Linked DNA regions of Mus musculus: regions 2, 3, 4, 5, 6 and 7 are each linked to region 1. The links are chromatin contacts, called in public Hi-C, HiCAR-type and HiChIP or PLAC-seq maps. All regions are on one chromosome and are shown on one strand. Each heading gives the region's core, a stretch centred on a gene start, on an enhancer-like site or on the middle of the called end of the contact. The rest is flanking DNA. Distances are from core to core; before and after follow the strand shown.

Region 1 (3,134 bases), core at 350-2,849:
ATGTGAGAGCACGAGAAGCTGACTGGCTCCAAGGTAGGAAGAAAGAAGAAAGGCACCCCCAGCATCAGCTTCCTTAGAAATCACCCTGGCACCTTGATCTGGAACTATCGGTCTCCAGTCACAGAAAGTTTATGTTGTTCTAAGCAACTAGTGTGAGTTATTCTGTTGTAGCTGCTCAAGCTGCTTCCAAAAAAATGCAGCACAGACCTGACTTCTTCCATACATATGCCCTCAGAGCCCAGCACACACCTGACATAGCTCCAAGAAAGATGATCAAGAACCTGATAAAGCCAGGTCTTTAAGCCCAGCACCAGGGAGGCAGAAGCAGCTGGTCCTTAGAGTTCGAGGTCAGCCTGGTCTACAGAGTGAGTTCCAGGAGAGCCTGGACTACACAGAGAAGCCCTGTCTTAAAGAAGAATAATTTAAAAATAAAACTAAACTAAAAAGACAAGAGAAAGAAAGAAAAAGGAAGCAAACAGATCAGATAATGATCTATGTTCTAATGATCTACTTACGTTCCAGACCAGCCAAGGAGGCTGTAGTTCAAAAAGGAACAACAGAAGCAACATTTAAAAAAAAAAAAAAAAAACCAACTCTAACCTAAAGAAAAACATACTAAAAAACTCGCTGATGCATAGTGCCCTTGACAAGACAAGAAAGCCAAGCCTAACTGGAAGAGGGACTAAGGTTAGTGTAAAAAAAATTGGATACATTTCTGTGAGTTTCACAAAGAAAGGAGATACTGTGATTTGAGAGAACCTTAAAAATATGAACTATCACTTAGTATGGGGAAGAAGGTAGTTTCGAGAAGGGCGTGCTAAACGCGAAAGGCGCAGAGTTCTGGTAAGGAATCCTTAACAAAAAATGTTGAATATGAAAATGAGCAGTCTTAGTAGAGTGGTCTTCAGACCGGATGACGTAAAGTCAACAGCTAGAGACAGAAGCATTTAGCTTTAAGTACGTTAGGAAGAGTGCTAAAAAAATAGGAAAACCATCGTGGCCACCTGAGAACAGTCGGCAAAAAAGGGCTGGAAGACAGACAACAGAGTAACCTCAAAAATTACAAGTGACAGGCTGAGTTGAATTTCTAAGAAGCTATGAGAGCTGCTTTTACAGGGAGCAGGGCCAACCGGGTGGAAATATGCTGACTATCCCTGCAGCGATGACGGAAAAAGGCTCGTCTCACGCGTCCGACACTTTCGCCCAGAGGGCAACCCAGACACCACCGAGTCCCGGGCGGACCCCGGAGCGCGCGCACTTCCCGGGGAGGCCCAGAGCCGCAGGCAGGCCCCGCAGGCACTCACCCCACAGCCACGCGGCGCCAGCGCCGGGCGGGCTGCGCGATGAGGGCGTCCCAAGCGGCTGCCAGCCGGCTCTCCGGGGACAGAGGTCCCACGGGCACTGGCGCGGGTCCCAGCCTCAGGGAGCTCCAGAGCGAGCGCAGCGCCGTGCCCGGCAGCTCCGGCTCCAGCAGGAACACGCAGCCCACGGCCAGCGCCAGGAAGCCGGCGCACGCAGAGCCGCGCCACAGCGCCATGTGCACACACCGCCGCACCGGTGGCTACAGGATCCTTTCTCGGCTCGCGCCTCCTCCCAGCTGGGCGCGTGCTGACGTAGACGTGCGTAACGTCACACCCGCGCGCCACAGGCTCTTCCTCCCGATGGGCGGAGCTACGACGGAACTGCAGCCCCAGTTATGGGTGGAGCTATGGGTGGGCTGGAGGCGGGACGACGACAGGGCTGGCGTTGGGGGTTCGCTCTGTTTAAGTCTTGGCGCTGGCGCTGGGCGACGCTGTTGTGCGATTCTGTCCTTGGATGAACAAAGGCAGTAGTGTGGTTCCCAATCCGTACACGTCTTCCCGATATTCACTGATAGCCTGAGATAGAGTGTGTGTGTGTCCGGGGTGGGGGCGAGAGAATACTTTTACTTCCCTAGTAAGATAAGACATGCAGATAACGAAGAAGCAGCAAACCTCGCGATTAGAGTAGTCGGTCTCCCATTGACAACGAGCCACGCTGTTGTCTCTTAATCCGTCCCTCCGCCAGTGTTTGACCTCCATGGTTTTACTAGGCCGGTTCCTTTCTAAGTCTGGTGCAGTGGCGAGGCGGAGGGTGCACGACGATGGGAAGGGCTTCCCGCGAGAGGAATCTGCTCAGACCCTAGTGGTGCTGGGCACGGGGAGTCCACCTCTTGAGATTTTCAGCTAGTCAAAGGCTTCCGCTAAGACTGAAGCGATCTTGTTCAATCTAGAGATCAGATTTAACACTCAGACCCCTTAGATAACCCTTTCGGAGGTGGTGTTCCTTTGAACAACCCCAGAGTAAGCCGCAAAGGGATACAATCATGTGTACAGTATGGAAGGACTATAGACTCGAGTTTTTAAATCCTGGTTTAGTTGTTCCGGGTGATACTACAGAAATCCAGCCCTTCCTCCTTTGATGTGACGGTTCTATGTGAGAGGGTAGGTTAAGAGGCAGGAAAGCTAGGCTTGATGTCCAGTTCATTCTCAGCCTCATCTAGCCTGGCCTATTTCTATTTTGCTAGTTCTGCTAGCTCCTGACCAATTTTCTACTCTGTCTATAATTTTTGAACTTGTTAATAGAAATGTGTTTCCCTGGCTTTGATCTTGGACGTTATCTCCCACCCCCACCCCCAGTATCCAAAGTGTTTCTGTTATGGCTCTCAGCTGTTAACTGGCCAGAGACTGGTTACTAGCCCAGACTAGCCTCAAGTTCACTGCGTTGTCAAGGGTGACTTTGAACTTTTTTTAAAAAGATTTATTAATTTATTATATGTAAGTACACTGTAGCTGTCCCCAGACACTTTTTTCTTCTCGCTCAGACCCCCGGAGCAGTCAGCGTTCTTAACCGCTGAGCTATCTCTCCAGCCCCAACTTTGAACTTCTGATCCTCTTCCCTCTAGCTCCTGGAATTACAAATGTGTATCTCTGTGTCTGGTGCTCAGGGAGGAAGGGAAGGTCTTATACCTTCTAGACAGACACTTTACAGAGTGTCTGTAAACAGAAGCATTTTTTGCCTCTGTTTACTGAGAACCAGTACCAGGTGTCTGTGATTAATTGATTTGGGAGGTGGACTGGCAAAGTCACATGTGTTTGAAGGTTGGCTAAAGCCCA
Region 2 (3,134 bases), core at 430-2,929, 980 kb after region 1:
CTCTGCTGCCCATCTGGCTAGCTGGAAAGACCTACGGGACCCCAGGGATTCTAAGCAGCTGAGGCCAACACTGGGGGGGGGGGGGAGCAGGAGGGAGGGAAGGCTTAACCCTCCAGGTCCCAGGCTTCAATTGAACCAAGACTTGCTAGTCTTCAGCCTAATCAGTCACTATTGTAGGAATCCAGACATTACACTGGATCTACGATATCACGGGCAAGAGTGCTATTGCAAGCCCCCAATTTTCTGGCTAGATTAAGATATCTAGTGTCAGCCAGGTGTGGTGGCGCATGCCTTTAATCCTAGCACTTGGGAGGCAGAGGCAGGTGGATTTCTGAGTTCAAGGCCAGCCTGGTCTACAAAGTGAGTTCCAGGACAGCCAGGGCTACAGAGAAACCCTGTCTCGGGGGGGGGGGGGGGGAAGATATCCAGTGTCCCAAGACACATATGTGAAGTATCAGTCCTGAAACCCACAGTTTGGTGGGTTGATAGATGCTTCCTGGTAAGGATGGAGGGCAGAGGGGTCCTGGTTCCCAAAGAGCATCATTCTGGCTGTTTCCTCCTTAAACGGGGCCCAGGAGTTTACAAAACAGAGTCATCCAGCATTGAGGACAGATCCTTCCTGTCTTGTTTATAAGTCTCAGGGGGTAATCTTTGCCCTCCAGCTCCCAAGGCCAAACAGAAGACAGCCTAGGGGAAGCCTGGAGAACAGCATTTAGAGGGTAACCTCTTAGGTACCAAGTAAAAGTTAAAATTTACCTTTCTTCTTAGCCCTGACATCCCCGGAGGGAACAGAGAATCGGCCAGAACAGATGGAGTTCTGTGGAATAATCCCCCAGTGATCAATGTGTCCACTAACTCAGAGTTGGGAAGGAGCATGCGATTCCCAGGCCACGGCTCTCCCAAGGCCTCCCTCTCTCTGCTTTATGTTAAAGGTTCCCCTTGCCTCACAATGGCATATCTCATATCCAAGGCTGCCACCGGCTGGGTTCTTCTTATTCATGTTTAGACTCCGATTATTTCTGGCTATCAACTCAGGAAGCACAGGGCAGAAGCCACTGGAGGGGGTGGGGGGTACGTGATGTCAGCATCTGCCCTGAGCTCCCAAGTCCCCTTCAGCAGAGAGACATACCTATCCTAGTTCCCAAGCCTGTAGACTGAGACCTGGTAGAAGAGCTGAAGGTTCAGTGTCTTTGTACTCAGGACCAAACGCCCAATGTCTTCAGGATGCAGAATTACAGGGTGGCCCCAGCCAGAGGTGGGCATCTCCCCAGGGAGTCTCACCAACCAGGATGTCTCTTAGCACTAGCTTTGGAGAAGGGAGAAGGCACCCCAAGAACCCTAGGAAGAGGTGAAGTCAACGAAGAAAGTGGAATTAAAAAAAAAAAAAACCTGTGTCCAGGACTGAGTGGAACCAGCAGGGTAGTGCCCACATCTTAATCCTGCTATGTTTGCCAGAAACCCCACTTACCAGGCCTGAGTCCCCAGGGGCCCCCTCCTCCGCCCTACCTCATTCCCTTCCTCCCAGGCAGGTCTGTGGCTTGGCTGGAAGCTACAGGACTAAGGGAGCACTGATCTGTGGGACAGGCCACATAGCTAAAACCCGGCGGGCCGTAGGGCCCCGCGGAGGAGGCCCCAGCAGGCGGACCAGGTTTCTGAAACCTCCAGACACTTTCAGCCTGTTGCTTATTCATTCAGAGTGGGAAAGCGCCAGCCTAGCGAGCAGCCAGCCAGTGTGGGGCTGGCCATGTAAGGGCCCCAGGAGGTCCTGCCCGTCCCGTGCCCTACGGAAAGCCTCGTGCAGCCCTGGGCACCGCCCCTGCCCTGCCCTGACCCCTTGGCCTCGAAATGCTGTCATCGGAGGAGCCGTCCCGCTCGGGACAAGGCCAGGATGGACAAAGCTAGAGCTTGGGCAGGCGAAGAGCCATCCTGTCCTCGAGGCCGTGGGAAGAGAAGCACGCACCGAGGCCCACTCTCTGCCCACCCGGCCTCTGCAGAAGGGCCACTATGGCTCTGGCCGGAGCCGGCAGCCAGCTGAGGACCCTGGTGTGGAGTGCCTGCCTGTGCGTCCTGGTGCACGGGCAGCAAGCGCAGCCAGGACAGGGCTCGGACCCAGGACGCTGGCGGCAGCTGATCCAGTGGGAGAACAACGGGCAGGTGTACAGCTTGCTCAACTCGGGCTCTGAGTACGTGCCCGCGGGGCCCCAACGAGGGGAGACTAGCTCCAGGGTTCTACTGGCAGGCGCGCCCCAAACGTCGCAGCGGCGCAGTCAGGGGGGACCCCGGCGTCGGCAGGCGCCGTCCCTGCCCCTGCCCGGACGCGTGGGTTCGGACACTGTGCGCGGCCAAACGCGGCACCCGTTCGGCTTCGGCCAGGTGCCCGACAACTGGAGAGAGGTGGCCGTCGGGGACAGTACCGGCATGGCTCGGGCCCGCACCTCCGTCTCCCAGCAACGGCACGGGGGCTCCGCCTCCTCCTCGGTTTCGGCCTCGGCCTTCGCCACCACCTATCGCCAGCCATCCTCCTACCCGCAGCAGTTCCCCTATCCGCAGGCGCCCTTCGTAAACCAGTATGAGAACTACGATCCCGCGTCACGGACCTACGAACAGGGCTACGTGTACTACCGTGGTGCGGGCGGCGGCATGGGCGCGGGGGCAGCGGCTGTAGCCTCGGCTGGGGTCATCTATCCCTTCCAGCCCCGGGCGCGTTACGAGGACTACGGAGGTGGAGGAGGCGAGGAGCAGCCCGAGTACCCGGCCCAGGGCTTTTACCCAGCCCCAGAGAGGCCCTATGTGCCCCAGCCCCAACCCCAGCCCCAGCCCCAGCCGCAGCCTCAGCCCCAACCTTCCGACGGCCTTGACCGTCGTTACTCGCACAGCCTGTACAATGAAGGCACCCCGGGATTCGAGCAGGCCTACCCTGATCCCAGCACCGACGTGTCGCAGGCCCCCGCGGGGGCCGGTGGCACCTACGGTGGCGCTGGCGATCCTCGCCTCGGCTGGTACCCGCCCTATGCAGCCAATGTGCCACCGGAGGCCTACGTCCCTCCGCGTGCGGTGGAGCCACAGCCCCCATTCCGCGTGCTGGAGCCACCTTACTTGCCCGTGCGAAGCTCTGATGCGCCCTCCCAGGGTGG
Region 3 (3,134 bases), core at 224-2,723, 840 kb after region 1:
GAAGGGCAATCAGGAGGTGTGGAACTTAATACTGTAGCCCATACTCCAGATAGGAAATTTATTTTCTTAATCCTGGGTAAGCTAACACTATCCTCCACATCATAGTTTCCTGATCAGTAAAGTGAGGCTTGAAACCACATCTCAGGATTGTGGCATGAATTTTAAAAAGAGAGCCACACCGAGGATAATGTATGTAAAATTCCTAACATGATGCCTGGCAAGGGGCAGCTCCCAACCACTAGCTGTAATGATGGTTACTATTACTAATCCCGTTGGGCAGTGCTTCTCCACCTTTGAAAACTCTAGGTTCCTTTGTGAGAGGCACACAGGTCTCAAACCCCTGCCTTCTTCCACACAGGATTTAAAAAGAAATAAAGGCTGGAGGGGTGGGGAGACATTTCAAGAACTTACAAGAGAGCTTCCCAAATACAGGGATGGCTCCGGGTGGGCTGGGATGGGGAAGGTGTTCTGGGCTGCATTTCTGAGTGTGGTCCCGAGGCTCGGAGCAACCACTTGGGTAGGACTCCCCTCTTTCCCAGGCTACCCGCAGTGTGTGTTGGATCCCCGCCCAGCCTCGCAGCTCAGGCCGCAGTGACTTTGAGCCAAGAACAGAGGAAGCTCTTTCGAATACAAATACCTTTGGACCCTCAGATCCCAGCCGGCGCGCCATTCTCATGCTAATGAATGGGGCTCCAGTTCAGGTGGTTTTGAAGGGGAAATTGCCAACACAGTTACCCAGCCCAGCCTGCTGCGTTTCTCCTCTGCCAGGACTAAGACCTCGGGGATCATTTTTAGCACGGCCTCCAGTACCAGCACCAGCTCTACCCCAGTGACTCTATAGTTCTGCAAGTCTCATGACTGGCTGGGCTCCATTATTTGGGGTTTATGAACTGAACAGATCCTTCTAAATCAATGTAATAATTCACGTGACAGTGATAGCTGCCATTCACACACCTACTCTCCAGTCAGGGTGTTTGGGAGTGTGCTCAGAGCACTGGGTCCGTCATTGTTCCGTCTGCAGCAGTGAGGCCCAGAAAGTAAGGCAAAGTGCTCCAGACCTTGCCACTGTGGTGCCAGGCTCCAAAGTCAGATGTTGTATAGGGCTACACCTGTAGGACATAGGCCTTGATCATAGGTCACATCACCCTATGATCATCAGTTTGGGGTTTCTGGGCCTGTAAATATTCCCCCACTGAAGCCCCATTTCATTTTTCTGTTGTCTTATCATTGCCCTCTCCCCTTTTATCCAGACCTGGACAATACCTGTTTTAACTCAATGAACTACTCACCCTTCAAGGCCTAAGTCACTTGTACCAGCTCTGCTACATAAAGCTGTCCAAGCAAGCTCTCTTCATTCTGTCTCCACTGTTCAGATCTTTAGGATAGTCCTCAGGTGTGGTCCTGTCCCCTTCTGGGCTGGGAAGTACTTGAGGGAGAGTACCTGCCTAGTTCATCTCCACAATGCCAATGCCTGGCACTGAAGAGGTCAACTCAGGAACTTTGGAAAATTCCATCTCCTCTCCTGGAAGAGAAAGGTCATAGAGGACTTAGGCACCACCCCCTCCGGAAGGGAGGGGCTAATTACATTCCTCAGACAAGGTGGGGGGAGGGAGGAACCAACCATCAGCCACTTGCGGGTATGGGAAGTCCTGAGCACATAGACACATTCTGTGACCATTGGCCACCTATAGACAAGGGAAGTCCTTGCCACCTCATTCCCTAAAGACCAATCAGTTTAAAAGTCGCACTGTTCTGCCAATCACAATGTGCGCAATGGCTGCGGCTCTGAAAACTGTATAAAAACTTACCGAATGGGCTGTGCAGAGTCCTTGTTCTCTCTTCTTCTTGTGCAGGGTGACCCCAGCATGCTGGAACAATAAAATTCCTCTTGTTTTTGCAACGATTCCCGGCTCAGCGTTGTTCACTGTGTGTGTGTTGGGGGCAAAGGTGTGTGTGGGGGGGAAATCTCTCACCAGAGTCTTACATTATTGGGCCTGGTAATCAGCTTCGAGAATGTTTCCAGGATGAGCCATTGACTAAAAGGGATGGTTCCAGTGGAGAAGGCTCTGGGCACTGAAGGGGGCACTGAAGCAAAAGTGTCATGAGCTCTTGGCATCATGAAGCTCCACACCTTGGCTTCACTCTCCCATCTGTGCTGGCAGTGTCTCCTCCAGAGCGTCCTAAGACAGGTCACTTTGTACCTCAGGGCCTTGACTAAGGCCAAGGAAAACTTGACTCAAAAGTGACTTCAGCCTAGATAGGCAGGGTACCAGCATTGCATTTGACACCCGTCTCCTACCAAGGTATGGGGAATGTGGCTGGTGGGTCACTGCCTCCTGCCTTTGGGGGGCTGCGTGGTTTTGGAGAGAGCATGTATACTTCTATTCAAGAGCAGCCAGACCTCTAGGTAATCAGGCTCTAAGCCACATCCCAGCTCAGATCAAAGGCAGCCAGACTATCGTCAGTTCACATGAGTCACACATTAGCCAAGCATCATGGGAGAGTGATCTTCCCCGTGAAGCCTCAGTCACAAATGCCCTGCTCCCCCACCTCTGCTACGAAGCCCAGACATATTAACTAAGCCTGCTTCCTTGAGATGCAAGACCTTCCACCCCCAGACACCTTCAAAAGGAGACATGTTCCTTGGCTGATGAGATGGAAACTCTCTCAGACTCTGTCCCCCAGTGGCATCTGCAGCACTGATAAGGCTCTACCCTACAGGACAGTGTGACTCAGCCTCTCCTCCTCCCTCTCTTCTCTTTCTGCCTAAAATCTAATACTCCTCAGATGACTTCTGAATGGACTTCCCCCTCCACCTTGGCAATGGCTAGGTTGCACACTCTCTCAACTCCTTCTTGAATTTTCCACCCCATCCTGGACTTAGTAGAGACTAGAGAAGAGCCTTGTAGAGACAGTGAGCTAAGCAAGCTCCAGGCTGGGGTACTCCTCTTTTGTTCAGCTCTGACCTGACTCCTGTCCTATAAAAGCCCACCCTGGCTCTGGAGCGGTTATGTGTAGGGTTCTGGGAGGTGGGGGGAGAGGGATACTTATTCAGGAAGTCATGTCCTGGAATTTATCTCCATAGCCTAAGAGGAGGAAGCACTACCCGGCTGGTGGTGCTGGGGTAGGCTGAG
Region 4 (3,134 bases), core at 265-2,764, 800 kb after region 1:
CCCTGGCCTTGGGCGGCCCTCACCCAGCCCCTGCAGCCTGCCACTCCACCTACTCGCCTCTGGGTGGGGGATGGAGCACCCAGAGGGAGACAGAGTCTGACAGGGTGGGAGGGGGGTCAAGGTGAGGACACAGGAGGGCAAGGGGAGGGGCCTTAGGGCCCAAGAACAGCTTCCAGGACTTGAAGTGCCTATGGTGTACAGAGCTGATCTTTGCCCGAATCTGGATGCGGAGGCAGGGGGATGATTCTGCAAGGACTAAGGGTAAGAGATGCCCTTGGGATGGGGGAAGGCAGCAATCCCCTCGCAACTCCTAGGCAGTTACAAAGGCAGAGGTCTCTAGATGCAGCTGAACCAGCACAGGGACGGTGATCAGGATCTTCCAGATGTGGAGGGGGCTCCAGATGTGAACAGCACTGGAGAGGGAACTGGATTGGAGGAGGGCAGCCCCCTGCAGAAAGAGCGAGCCTGGCGTCAGCCCTCCCAGGCTGCTGCACCAGCCTGCTGCTGCTGCCTCCCTCTTCTCTCTGCCTGCACCCTCCTTCCTAGCTGGAGATTTATTTATTTATTTATTTATTTATTTATTTAGTGGGGAGGGGTGGTGGAGGCAGATAGTTTTCAACACCCTTCTTCAACAGAAGAGTGGAGGAGCCCCTGTTTTAGAGGAATGAGCCCTTAGCCTCCTCTGGAGCACTCTAGCCGTGGTGCACCCCCCGCCCCCAGCCACCAACCAAGCTTGGCCAGACTGGTTTAGCACAGGGCCTCTCCAGCTCTCCAACCTTCTTTCAATGCCCACAGGGTGCCCTCCTTCCCAGAGGACCCTTTCTCCCCCAACCCCGCCTTCCCTCCGAACCCTCCGAAGCTGGACTCCCCTACTCACCAAGGGTGGGGGCAGTGGCCTTTCCTCTAAGCAGTGTCGGGGCCGAGCCACAAGACGAGGTTGGGGGGCCCCCAAGGCTCCCTAGGGCGGGCTTCTCTCTCTGGACCCTTCGGCTCCTGGCCTCAGGAAGGTCTTCCGAGCGGTGACCGGAGACATCTGGGCGGTGGGAGGGGGCGGGGCCTCCGCGCTCCGGGGAAGGGGGCAAAAAAAAAAAATCCCCAAAAATCTCCTCACCACGCTCGCCAGGCTCCCGGTCGCGAGGGTCCGGCGAGCTCGGAGGCCCCGAGGCCACAGGTGACCCGAGCCGAGGTGACACCGGTCCGGTCCAGGCGACTAAGCCAAAGTCGGAGGGCTGGGGAGGGCGCCGGGATCCCCTCAGCCCACGCCCGGCATTCCCCGGGCTCCACAGGGTTCGCGATTCTCTCTGTCCATTCTAGATGGGCAGGTCTGAGCCCCTCCGGGGTCTGTCCTGCCTTTGCCTTGCTCTGCCCTTCCCGAGCTGGCACTGCTAGGTGTCCGGGGTGTACTCAGCCGGGACCCAGAATGTCCGTGCTCCGGCCCGGGCGACGTCTGGAGCGGCCGCAGAAACCGCTCAGTCCAGCCCGGCAGTCGGCTCCATCAACGGTGGGGAAAGTCCGGATTCCTTCGCGTCTCGGGGGAGGGGAAGCAGCCGTGGCCAGGGGGACCCGGTGTCGAGCACAGCGGAGATGAGTGCACGAGGTCGGGGGGGCCTCAGCACGGCGGGGCTCAGCCGAGGAAGCAAAGGAAAGCAGAAGGGGGCGAGCGAGACGCCAGGGAGGCGATGGAGGAGGCGCGCCGGGCCCGGCCAGGCACACCGGGCGCGCAGCCTCCGCTCGGCTCCACCGCCTCCAGCGCGCTCGCTCACGGCTCCGCGCCTCGCGGCCCGGGGCGCCGGGTAGCTGCCGATGGGGCAAACGAGGCACCGGGGCTGCTCGGGCCTTTCTCCCCGGCTGCTTCGCCCTCGCCCTGCCCTGCCCTGCCCTGCCCACCCGGCTCCGCGGGCCTGGCCCGCTTACCCCGAGCGCCGCCGCGCCCCGCCGGACTGGCCGCCCGGCCGGGCGCAGGCTCCCTCAAAGGCCGCCGGGCTCGCGCGGCTCCGCTCGCCTCGGCGCTGGCAGTGAAGGGGCCGGCCCCGCGCGCCGGGAGGGAGCTTTTAAAGCGACACACACGCCTCCCAGCGCCCAGAACCGAGCGCGCGAGCCGGGGGGTCTCACCACCCTAGGGAGCGGGTTGGACTGGGCGCCAGCGGACCTGGAGGAGAACTAGCCCGGCCACTGCCCGCTGCCCTGGGCGCACAGAGGCCCAGACTTGACTCCAAGTTCCTTCACCTCCTTTTTACACAATCCCTTGACCCTCCTCCCCTCACGGTGGTGCGTCCCGGGGTTCCCCTTCTGGCTGTTACCCTCCTCTGCCATCATACCTCAAACTGTCCCAAATCTTGTGTCAGTTCAGTAAATAGAATCCAGCCAACCTTTACTGAACACCTATTGTGTGCCACGCTCTGGCCGAGAGGGAGGGCAGAGTGGGTGCTGGGCTGTTTCTGAAGGTTCTGTTCCCCTAGTTCTTCACCTAAGTTTTCAACATATTTTTGTTCTCTCTCTCTCTCTCTCTCTCTCTCTCTCTCTCTCTCTCTCTCTCCCTCCCTCCCTCCCTCCCTCCCTCCCTCCTTCCTTCCTTCCTTCCTTCCTTCCTTCCTTCCTTCCTTTTCTTTCAGGCCCTGTTGAGGAGGAAATATCGAGGAAATTTCCCCATGAGGACATTCTTGAGTAAACTGAAGGGTGGTGCATGTAGTTCTAGGAGCGTTGCTAACTTGGCAGGTATGGGGTAACTAGGAGGAAGCACAGGCCACCCCCACTCCCCCAAGTTCTTCCCAGGAATTCAACCCTTGAGCTGAATCTTAACAGAAGATTCAGTGGGAGTCCCGGTGACCGGTGACCTTGCCCTGGGGAAGGGAGGAATCTGCTTCCTAGAGGGAAGGAAGATAGGGGGAAGGAACCACTCAGGAGCAAATGTGGGGGAGGGCAAGTTTCAGTCTAAGTGGCCCTGTTGGTGCCACTGGGAAGACTGTATGAAGTGGAACAGAGAAAAACCAGATCAGGAAACAGGAGGCTGTGGACAGAAGCTTGGAATTTAGACCTGGTGGTGGTGGAGTACACCTTTAATCGCAGCACTTGGGAGGCAGACAAGTGGATCTCTGTGAGCTCGAGACCAGCCTGGTCTGCCAGAGTCAGGGCTG
Region 5 (3,134 bases), core at 308-2,807, 750 kb after region 1:
TGCTGGAAAGTTTATAGGATAGAAGGCACGGGGGCCAATAGCGGAGCCTGTTTCTTTCTCTCTCTCTCTCTCCCTTCCTTTCTCCCTCCCTCCCTCCCTCCCTCCCTCCCTCCCTCCCTCCCTCCCTCCCTCCCCCCTCTCTTTCTTTCTTTCTTTCTTTCTTTCTTTCTTTCTTTCTTTCTTTCTTTCTTTCTTTCTTTCTTTCTTTCTTTTTTTTTTGTTTTTTGTTTTTTTGAGTCAGGGTTTCTCTGTATAACCCTGGCTGTCCTGAAACTCACTCTGTAGACCAGGCTGGCCTCGAACTCAGAAATCCACCTGCCTCTGTCTCCCAAGTGCTGGGATTAAAGGCGTGCGCCACCACTGCCCGGCACCATTTTCTTATAACTTATAAAAGAAAGCATTTCCTTTGGGGGCTTGCTTAACAATGTCAGAGGGTGAGTCCATGACCCTCTCCATTATGGTGGAGAATATGACAGCAGGCAGGCCCGCATAGCACTGGAGCAGTAGCTGAGAGATTCCATCCGATCCACAAGCACAAAGCAGAGAGGAGAGCACAGGCTTTTGAAACCTCAAAGCCCATGCTAGTTACAGATCTCCTCTAACAAGGCCACACCTCCTAATCCTTCCCAAACAGTTCCAACAGCATTCAAACATATGCACGCGAAGGGGGGGGGGGCACATTCTCATTTAAATCACCACACATTCCTTCCTTCTCACCCTTCATCAACCAGCAAATATTGATAATTCTCTGGGCTGCATCTTAGATCTGGCTGGTTTGCTCAATCCCTGTGGCTGCTCTTCACTGCAGGGCCTAGAACTTGCTATGTTGACCAGGCTGGCTTCAAATTTATGGAGATCTTCCTGCCTCTGCCTCCTGAGTGCTTAGCCTTTCGCTGACTTGTGCTCATAGCCTCATGTGTCCTTTCTACAGCTGTGTCGCCATCACTTCTTTTGAGGACCTCTGAGCTGGTCTCCCGACTACCCACCCCCTCACTCTTCCACGATAGAGTCTCCCTTTATAGACGAGCCGGGGTGAGCTTCAGGCTTTGCTACCCAGATCACATCTAATAATTAGTGCCCTCCGTAATGACATCCTCTCGAAGGTGGGAGACCCCAGGTTTCTTCCAGCATCTCTCAGAGCCCCGTCTGGCTGGCCTCCAGTGGGCTTTTCCATGTGCTCTTTCTGATCTGCACCTCAGGGCCTTTGTACCTGCTGGTCCCTCTTCCTGGGACACACTTACATGTGTTTCATAGAGCTCCTGCCTCACACCTTATTTAAAGACATGGGTATTCTTTCTTGCATAGAAGTTAAGTATGTTTATTCATGAAGAGAAGAGAAGGAAAGGCACTCATGAAGTTCTCTCACCCAAGGGAGTTCACTGAGAACAGTGGGTGTTTAGTTCTGCAGGCACCCTTCCTATACAGATAGTATTTGTAGGAAAATGCAAGGGACCTGGCAGGTGGAAAGAAGCTGCCAGGCTTGAAAGCTGCCTCTTCTTTGGTTCTTTCTTTTTCTTTGACTTTTATAAGTACTTCCTCTTTCTTCTCCACCCACAGCTTCCCTTTTTTTTTTTTTTTTTTTTTTTTTTAGAATAGAGCGGATCCAAAGCTGGGTGATGCTCTAACACCAAGCCCTCCCCCTCCCCCACATTGTCTAATCACAAGCTGATGAACATCTGTGTCCATCACAAACTGCCTGCCTTCCATTCCGACATAAACGAGCTCCAGGGTATGACCTGGGTCTTGGTCCTTGTTGCATTTCTAATTCATGTTGGCAAATAGCTGCCTGCAGTGAGGAACATAGATAGGAACTTACTCTGAGCCTCTGACCTGAAAGGAAGCGTGTGCAGAGCCTAGAGGTAGCTGGAAAAGGAGAGAGACCCTGAGGAAACCTCATCTTTCCTAACTGCCCTACCCCTTCCAACTCACCCCCAGGAGCTGTGGAAGTCCAGGTCTCTGAAGACCCCGTGGTGGCCCTGGTGGACACGGATGCCACCCTACGCTGCTCCTTTTCCCCAGAGCCTGGCTTCAGTCTGGCACAGCTCAACCTCATCTGGCAGCTGACAGACACCAAACAGCTGGTGCACAGCTTCACGGAGGGCCGGGACCAAGGCAGTGCCTACTCCAACCGCACAGCGCTCTTCCCTGACCTGTTGGTGCAAGGCAATGCGTCCTTGAGGCTGCAGCGCGTCCGAGTAACCGACGAGGGCAGCTACACCTGCTTTGTGAGCATCCAGGACTTTGACAGCGCTGCTGTTAGCCTGCAGGTGGCCGGTGAGCGTGGAGAGGGGTACCCTCTGCTTCCACTCTTTATCCTTCTGCATGTGGCCTCTCACACGCTGCTGTACCACAGATGAGCCTGCGCTAACAGCCTGTGCGCCTTCCACTATCTCCTGCACTGATGCTGTTGGTGATGATCCCTGTCCTCTGCCACCCTCCAGCCTTCTACTCAAAGCCCAGCATGACTCGGGAGCCCAACAACCTGGGGACAAGGTGACATCATATGTACCAGCTCCCGGGGCTGCCCAGAGGCTGCGGCAGGGCTCAGCAGCCTGGCCTTGTGACGGAATCTTAGGTGGCCAAGGAGCAAGGCTTGTTTGATGTGCACAGCATGCTTAGGGTGGTCCAGAATGCTAATGGCACCTTCAGATGCCTGGGACTCAACTTGGTGTTACAGTAGGATCATCACAATCCACAGAAGCCCCACGGGCTTTTAGTTTTTGGTTTTAAGTGGCACCTTAAAGGGGAGTAACTTAAAGGGGAGTAATTTAAAGGGTTATAGCGTTTATCAGTCACACTTGAAGTTAAAGGAAGTTAGTTCCTTATCTCCAGTCTCCCAACAAGTGAGATGCTTGATTGTGATAGGATGGTGGGGGAGGGCTCTCCAGGTAGCGAGGAGCCACTGATCGAAGGCCTTCTTGACTCCCCAGACTCCAAGGCCGTAGAGACCTCCTGGAAGGATGGAGCTGCATCTGGGTCAGCAGGTCACGCACAGGAGAGGGAAAGGAGTTCTGCGGGGAAGGGGTTTGCTCTTGCGGGACTCTCGATGATCCTATCACCCCAAGTCTGGATCCCAGAGATGGCTCTTGTCAGTCAAGAGCAGCCTGCTATGAAAAATCAGATATGAGACTCAA
Region 6 (3,134 bases), core at 378-2,877, 740 kb after region 1:
TGTCCCTTCACCACCCATCACGGTTGAGTTGGGAAGCTCATGGACACCTAGCCTGGTAGACACAGCAGAAAAAAAAAAAAAAAAAAAAAAAAAGACATCCTGTTTCAGGCAAGATGGAAGTCAAGGATTAATACCCAAGGTTATCCTCTGACCTCTACATGAGAGTCTTGGCTCAAGGGCAGGACCATGTATACAGGTTTTTTTTTTTTTTTTAATGCCAAATTTATATTTAGAAGCATAGACATAGCTATATTTGATCTCAGCACACAAATTCAAGGACATAGAATAGTTCTGCCTCTCCCTAAGAGCTGGGTGCCCTCGGGTGAGCTACTATAAAGCCTGTGTCTGAATCTCCTTATCTGCAAAAATGCGAGTAACAGCACTCACTTCACTGAATTTGGGGGATTAAAAGAGATAAATTGTGAAGAGCTTAAAATAGTAGCTGGCAGAAGCCGAGACCCGTGTGGATTCACGATTATTTCCTAAGCTCTCTCTGACAGCTGCTGTCACTTGGTTGCTAAGTCTGCAAGCAGTGCAAGGTTGGAGTCCCTTCTTTCCTTGAGTCTCAATTTTTTTTTTTCATCTGCAAAACAGAAATAATTTCTACCTGGTGGGACCCTTGGGAGATCTATGGAGGCCAGAGAGGAAAGCATGCTGCCTTCATTTGAGCCCACAGAAGGCCCTCTACGCTGTTGCTGTTTCCTGTCTGTGTAATGGACAGATACAAACACAGGTGAAGGGATGTTGGCAAATTCCAGACAGACTTAATCATCCTTTGCCCTCCTCTTGTCGCTGCCTGCAGCTAGATTTTTTTTTTTTTTTTTTTTTAAGGACATAGTGAAAGGGGATGGGGATAGATAGATGGCAAAGAAAGGGTTCAGGGTTGAGGGCACCCAGGCTTACTCTTCTCTACAGAACCTGGGCTAGCCAGCAGCTGGCATGCGGCTGGGATAAAAGGGTTGAGAGCAGCGTTAGTCCGGTTGCTGTGGGTGTAAGAAAACGAGGAAAACCATCTCAGTGGAAATTGCCCTGTGGTTGGCTCAGGCGCCCACGACACTGTATTTATAGAGAGCTCCCAGCAACTCGGAATTCTTCGCTGTCGAGTTAACCCTTTCCGAGCCGCGGTGCTGGCCTGGTGTCGAGGGGAGAAATTCTGGACTGAATGGGGACAGCTGGATTGCAGCGGGGCTTGGAGCCAGCAGTTCCGAGGGTGGGAGTGGTCAGTGGCCGGTCACCTGTCCCCTCTCACCGAAAAAGAAACTTCGGCTCTTGGAAGTGCTAGGATCCGTGTGGGGGATGGGCAGCGAGTAGCCCAACACCTCCTCCTCCTCCTCAGAGTACTGGGTCTTCCCCCGTCGGGGTCCAACAAGGGTCTGGGTCGGGGCGGGTCCAGACCCCGGGCCCTGCCCAGCAGGCGGGCTCAGGCTTCACCCTCGGATCTCGCCGCAGGGCCAATCCAGCCTCTGGGGCGCACCCGGGCGGCTTTTCCGGGCCCCCAGCTTCCTCTGGCCGTCCCGCCCCTCACTCTCGCCCCCGGCCCCAGTCTGGCCGGGCCTCGCGGCGGCGGCGGCACCAACAGTGGCGGCGATTGGGCTGCGCCCCGCCGCGTCCCCGAGTCCCGGGAGTCGGCGCGGCGCGGTGAGTGCTTGCGTGGCGCGGGGCGGCGTGGGCTGCTGGGTCCACCTTTGTGTGCGGCGGCGCCTGGACTGCACGCGCTAAGGCGCCGGGTGCAAGGAGCTGGGAACTCCGCGGCCCTTACCCGCAGGGCACCGGCACCCTGATCCACGATGACCGCTGGGGCTCTAGGGTCCGGAGTAGCTGAGAGCACCCCTGCTTGGCCGCTCCCTCCTCGGGGGGCTGAGACCCGCTGGGATTTGTGGGATCTGATGACTCCCAAGTCTGGGGCTTGTGGGGCCCGAAACGGGGTGGGTGACTGATTATTCAGGCCCTGGGTGTGGAGTAGGGATGCAGGCAGGTAGGTCACTGGGTTGATGGTTCTTGAAGCTTAAGGAAGCTGCTAGCCAAGACTGGAAGGGAGGCATTCTCCGGACTTTGAGGAAGAAAACACCATGAATGCCAGCTCTGAAAGGGGAAACTGCGGGGGAGGGGAGCACGAGGTTAGGTGGTCCCCTGTTCTTGGATCTGAATGGTGAAGAGGGACCAGGTCTGCAGAAGAGCACGAGGGAACAGGTTCTGGGAATAGCTTTAAAGGCTCCTTCGAAAAATAAAAGACTGAAGAGGAAATGGGATGGGACAGTTTGGGCTGTCTTAGGTAAATGGAGATGGATGGAGAGGAGGTCTGAAGGAAGGTAGGGAGAGGCTGGAGGACCAGGGTGGCACATAGAGACGAGAAAATTGAATCCGGCTCTCCAGGGCCCTTTCTTACTAGGCCCCAGTCAACCAGTCGCAGATTTCGGAGCTTGAGGCAGTGGCCTGGCAGAAAGGGAGTTTTATTTCCAAGCCAAACCTGTCCTAATGAGAAATGTATGGTGGGTGACTCAGACCTGAGAGCTTATCACTGAAGGGAAATATTAAGCAAACATTAGACCCGAAGTTTGTATGTGCGTGACCGGGGTTTTGTGTATGTGTCGGGGAGACACCTACTTAATTGTGAAAAATTATTTCCCTTCAAATTGATTGTGGGCCATCTGTAAATGAATAGTGATTAAATTAAAACCCAAATCCTTAAAAAAAAAAGTTTGGGTTTTTTGTTTTTGTTTTTATTTTTGTTTTTTTAAGATAGTACCTCACTATAGATTTGGCTGACCTTGAACTCACATAAATCTACCTGCCTATGTCTCCCAGATGCTGGGACAAAGGCATGCACCACCAGGCCAGCTCAAAGACTTTTTTTTTTTTTTTTGAGTGTGTAGTAGTTACTTTCAGTTTGAGATGCCAATGAAAGTGTCTGAACAGTTTGAGAGCTATTTATTTAACTGAGCCTCCTTTCTCATTCCCTTTGTCCTCCCAGAAGTCCCTAGGACTCCTACTGTTTAGCAACAACGACATTCTGAGTAGTTTGGGGACCTGTAAATAGGTGAATCTGAAATCTGTACTTGAAATTGAAACCTAAACCTGTCTTATGGGCTTGGTTGACTGATGGGCAGGCCAGGTGTGGAGGGCTGGGGAGCTAA
Region 7 (3,134 bases), core at 327-2,826, 670 kb after region 1:
ACTGATTTCCCATTTCCCTATATCTGGCTACTTCTAGGATATATTTCCACAGAAGAGTCCCTCATCATTTTATAAAGAATAGTTCTAACTCTTAAGGATAGAACTGTCTCCCTCTTCTGAAACTGCTTCTTTTTATATAGTTCAGAGGAGGGAAGAGAACGGATGGAGAAGTCACAAGGTATTTGGAAAATGTAATGTCTTAATGACTTTCTAACCCATGTAACATTTCCGCTTATAAAGTTAGTGTCTTTATTATCTTATGATAGAACAAATCTTAAAATTCCCTCAATTAACAAACTGATTCTAACTAATTTTCAATTCTGACAACAGGATAATAGTTATCTTCCATTCAGTACTGGTCCTATTTAGTAACACCAAACAAGGTCTCTATATACAAATAATGGAGGCATAGCAGCCACTAAGACAAAAGCAGATGCATGTAAACACGTTAGCGCATTGGTGTCCCATGATTTCAAGACACACTGGACAGAAAGAAGCCAAATCCCTGAGCTTTAAGAAGTCGAGCAGAACAGCTGCAAACCCTGCAATGGAAGGCGCACATACACCATCAGCAGAAAGCATCACAATTCCAAGAAAAATTAAAACCAAGCAAAAACAGAAGAGAAAAAGATAGAACCAGTACTCCACAGAAGAGAAATTAAAAATATATCAAAAGCAACATTAAACCCAAACACACTTTAAGGTTTTCACTGAATTTTTATTTTCCAATTTCATATTCAATCCCACTCGGGAATCTCCTGGTTCTTCCTCTCAGATTGCACTGAGAAAGGGTGAACTCTGAGAATGAGGCCAAGAGTTTCCAGATGTTTATATACAAGGAAGCAAAGAAAATGCTACTCTTACCTGTAACGGTGCAAATGATCATTGCAGCTCAGGGAGATTAAGAAGGTGATGAGAGCAATCTGGTAGACTTTCTGCTAAGAAATCTTAGAAGGCAAAAGAAAGTACTTTTTCCCTTAAATGTTAAGGATCCAGGAAAGAGTCAGCTGGGAGCACGTTGATTCTGTGCCATAGGAGGACTCTAGTGCAGGGTAACCTGATTTCTGTCATTACTGTATGTGAAACTAGCACTATGCTGAGCTCTGGCTACAGTACTACATTTGTGTTCTACACCAGGATGAAGGTGAGACATTTATTTCTGTGGCCCAGTGCTACCCAGTGAAAGTCCAAGAGAGATGAACATTTAGAAATTCTTTTTTTTTTTTACTTGTCACTGACTTCTATTTAGAAGCAATAGGTAGGACCCTTACCCTAACCACCATGTTTATGTAAAGAACATATTTTGGCAAAACACGCCTAAAAACTGGACCCATTTCTCTTCTGGATAACATTACTCAAAGAGCTTTGGAGAAAACACTAGTATGTCATTCTTAAAAGAATTCAACCTCCCTCTAGAGGCAATGCTTCTAAGGAGCCTAAGATCACAAAACAATTCAATTAAAGTTAAATTCAGGGCATCACAGCTAACTTGTGTTAACCAAGTGATATGGATATCAAGGGAGAAACTGACTAGCCAGACTATGACTCAAGTATATGCAGATACCCTTAAGTTAAGTAAACTGGGGAAGTACTAAGTGCTCTTGGGAACTGATGCATACTTAACTCCAAAGCCCTACTCTTAAAATCCTTACATACAGTCTTTTTAGCTACAAGTTAAGATTCTTAGAAGTGAAACTACCTAATGCCCAGTCTATAACTATGAACTTCTAGAGACCTTTGTGGCCATTTAAATAATTCTGCTTTTTGTTTAAGGAAAGGAGCAAGGGGGCAGGAGAAAGAGGCGTGCAAGGGGAAAAAAATTGTTAAAAGAAAAAAAATTGTTAAAAGAAAGAAAAATTGCTGGGTTAATGTTCCCCATTTTCACAGACAGGTTTTCTTTTCCCCTTCACAGAAGCAGGCTCTCTGATCCAGCAGTACCAACTGCAACAGCCTCTCCTGTTTCCCTTTCACAGCCCCCGTTTTCCAAGTAGATACAAAACAAATACTAATTTGATTTTTTTTCATATATATACATTCTAGTATAATACATTCAGTTTTCCAAGTATATAGATTCAAGGTCCCTCTCGCATTACTGTGCTATCACCAAATTGCTCACAAAAATAGTTTATTTTACTACTTAAACTTTATTCTCTCTAAATCAGTCAGGTCTCTCACTGAACCACTCAAAATCATGCAACAGTATCAGAGGCCCCTCCATTAAATTGAGAATGCCCCTGAGTTATAACCAAGTCAAATGCAGAACTAGAACCCTTCCTGGTGAAAGCACGGATTTTTGTGTTGTGCTCTGCTTCCTACATGCAGGTTTCAGAAAGAGAACTGGCCACCCAAACCTAACAACAGACACAGGACTCAAAGGGACTTGGATTGAGATTTAACTTACTTTAAAAAAAAAAAAAAAAAGAAACAGACAGTGTGAATGATTTCCAAACTATTTTTGAGTTTATCATCCACCAGGATAAGGAATTTTGTGAAAACATCAAAGTCAAGCTGTCTGTGGATAGAAACCAGATACAATTCTAACTTTCAAGACAGCATGATAAGTTTCTAAAACAATATAATTTTCAGCTTCGGAGCACCTAGCTCCTGATAGCAAGACTAAGGGACAGACTCTCAGGTGGCTGCTTTTAAGAAAATAGGCCCAGTAAGAACTGTGCTGTTGCATTGGAGGGCTGCTGTCAGAGAAGCACATGCCACTGCCTTAGAAAAGAAAAAGAGCTGGAGCTATGGAAATGTCCATGCCACCCAACAAAACACATACTACCACACTGCACCATGGCAACATTCCTATCAACAGAACAGGATGACACCAAGTCATAGCGAGGGAAAAGGCTGGGCAGACACAAACTTAAAACCATAGAGGTAAAGGCAGCTAGCTATTCAGAGCGAGCTTCTAACAGATGAACGGAGGAAATAAAAAGTAGTTAGAGTGGGGAGAAAAACAAAAATAGAAAGGCACCAGAGAAGCACTCAGCAAAAGGATAGCAGGAAACCTACTACAAAATTAAAGAGGGGGGGGAAAACAATTAACACTACTCTCATTCCACTGCCTGGCATTTGTGCTTTTAAAATTTTTGTTTCCCCAGTTCTCCCTCCCCACCTCTTCCCAACGAAGC

Evidence for each region. A called contact is a pair of places that touch in the nucleus more often than the background predicts. HiCAR-type assays count read pairs that join an accessible place to other places. HiChIP or PLAC-seq counts read pairs in DNA pulled down with a chosen protein or histone mark.
Region 2: an RNA polymerase II HiChIP or PLAC-seq map of embryonic stem cells shows a contact between it and region 1, with 6 read pairs. The contact joins the promoter of Loxl1 here to the promoter of Adpgk in region 1. A contact is called at or near these places in 4 of 115 datasets of contacts at active chromatin or transcription factors (astrocytes, embryonic forebrain, embryonic stem cells and 1 more).
Region 3: an H3K27ac HiChIP or PLAC-seq map of embryonic stem cells shows a contact between it and region 1, with 3 times the contacts expected there. The contact joins the promoter of 4930461G14Rik here to the promoter of Adpgk in region 1. A contact is called at or near these places in 2 of 115 datasets of contacts at active chromatin or transcription factors (embryonic stem cells and pancreatic cancer cells).
Region 4: a HiCAR-type map of astrocytes shows a contact between it and region 1, with 2.2 times the contacts expected there. The contact joins the promoter of Insyn1 here to the promoter of Adpgk in region 1. A contact is called at or near these places in 1 of 39 promoter capture datasets (hippocampal neurons), 1 of 115 datasets of contacts at active chromatin or transcription factors (astrocytes) and 1 of 9 other capture datasets (adipose tissue).
Region 5: a Hi-C map of B cells shows a contact between it and region 1, with 3 times the contacts expected there. The contact joins the enhancer-like site here to the promoter of Adpgk in region 1. A contact is called at or near these places in 6 of 39 promoter capture datasets (the 3T3-L1 cell line, hippocampal neurons, liver and 2 more), 1 of 15 datasets of contacts at CTCF or cohesin (embryonic stem cells), 14 of 484 Hi-C or Micro-C datasets (B cells, the Ba/F3 cell line, cardiomyocytes and 8 more), 12 of 115 datasets of contacts at active chromatin or transcription factors (the NIH/3T3 cell line, astrocytes, bone marrow-derived macrophages and 8 more) and 1 of 9 other capture datasets (embryonic stem cells).
Region 6: an H3K27ac HiChIP or PLAC-seq map of embryonic stem cells shows a contact between it and region 1, with 6 times the contacts expected there. The contact joins the promoter of Cd276 here to the promoter of Adpgk in region 1. A contact is called at or near these places in 10 of 39 promoter capture datasets (the 3T3-L1 cell line, the HPC-7 cell line, cranial neural crest and 6 more), 1 of 15 datasets of contacts at CTCF or cohesin (embryonic stem cells), 8 of 484 Hi-C or Micro-C datasets (the Ba/F3 cell line, cerebellum, cerebral cortex and 3 more), 18 of 115 datasets of contacts at active chromatin or transcription factors (the NIH/3T3 cell line, VIP interneurons, bone marrow-derived macrophages and 11 more) and 1 of 9 other capture datasets (liver).
Region 7: a contact with region 1 is called in an H3K4me3 HiChIP or PLAC-seq map of bone marrow-derived macrophages, with 4 times the contacts expected there. The contact joins the enhancer-like site here to the promoter of Adpgk in region 1. A contact is called at or near these places in 4 of 39 promoter capture datasets (the 3T3-L1 cell line, cranial neural crest, embryonic stem cells and 1 more) and 4 of 115 datasets of contacts at active chromatin or transcription factors (the NIH/3T3 cell line, bone marrow-derived macrophages, embryonic stem cells and 1 more).

What each region holds. Positions count from the first base shown.
Region 1 is chr9:59,290,037-59,293,170 of GRCm38.p6, reverse strand. It overlaps Adpgk (ADP-dependent glucokinase), which reads right to left and starts at 1,599. Exons shown (of 7, transcript NM_028121.2): 1 at 1,305-1,599. The coding sequence starts at 1,537.
Region 2 is chr9:58,311,757-58,314,890 of GRCm38.p6, reverse strand. It overlaps Loxl1 (lysyl oxidase-like 1), which reads left to right and starts at 1,679. Exons shown (of 7, transcript NM_010729.3): 1 at 1,679-3,134. The coding sequence starts at 2,005.
Region 3 is chr9:58,453,512-58,456,645 of GRCm38.p6, reverse strand. 4930461G14Rik (RIKEN cDNA 4930461G14 gene) reads right to left here and starts at 1,473. Exons shown (of 3, transcript NR_040736.1): 1 at 1,290-1,473.
Region 4 is chr9:58,486,983-58,490,116 of GRCm38.p6, reverse strand. It overlaps Insyn1 (inhibitory synaptic factor 1), which reads right to left and starts at 1,514. Exons shown (of 3, transcript NM_176921.4): 1 at 878-1,514; 2 at 1-448.
Region 5 is chr9:58,536,409-58,539,542 of GRCm38.p6, reverse strand. It overlaps Cd276 (CD276 antigen), which reads left to right. Exons shown (of 8, transcript NM_133983.4): 3 at 1,936-2,274. Among named protein-coding and RNA genes, the nearest start is that of Gm51678, 12 kb to the right of the region's middle. Within about 2 kb of position 1,557, at least 40 of the 459 cell types and tissues checked have an H3K27ac peak or open chromatin away from gene starts, as enhancers often do. A contact at or near this core is called in B cells, bone marrow-derived macrophages and pre-B cells, where this site is marked.
Region 6 is chr9:58,553,526-58,556,659 of GRCm38.p6, reverse strand. It overlaps Cd276 (CD276 antigen), which reads left to right and starts at 1,627. Exons shown (of 8, transcript NM_133983.4): 1 at 1,627-1,638.
Region 7 is chr9:58,619,308-58,622,441 of GRCm38.p6, reverse strand. All of the region lies in intron 2 of Nptn (neuroplastin), which reads right to left. Among named protein-coding and RNA genes, the nearest start is that of Nptn, 39 kb to the right of the region's middle. Within about 2 kb of position 1,576, at least 10 of the 459 cell types and tissues checked have an H3K27ac peak or open chromatin away from gene starts, as enhancers often do. A contact at or near this core is called in bone marrow-derived macrophages, where this site is marked.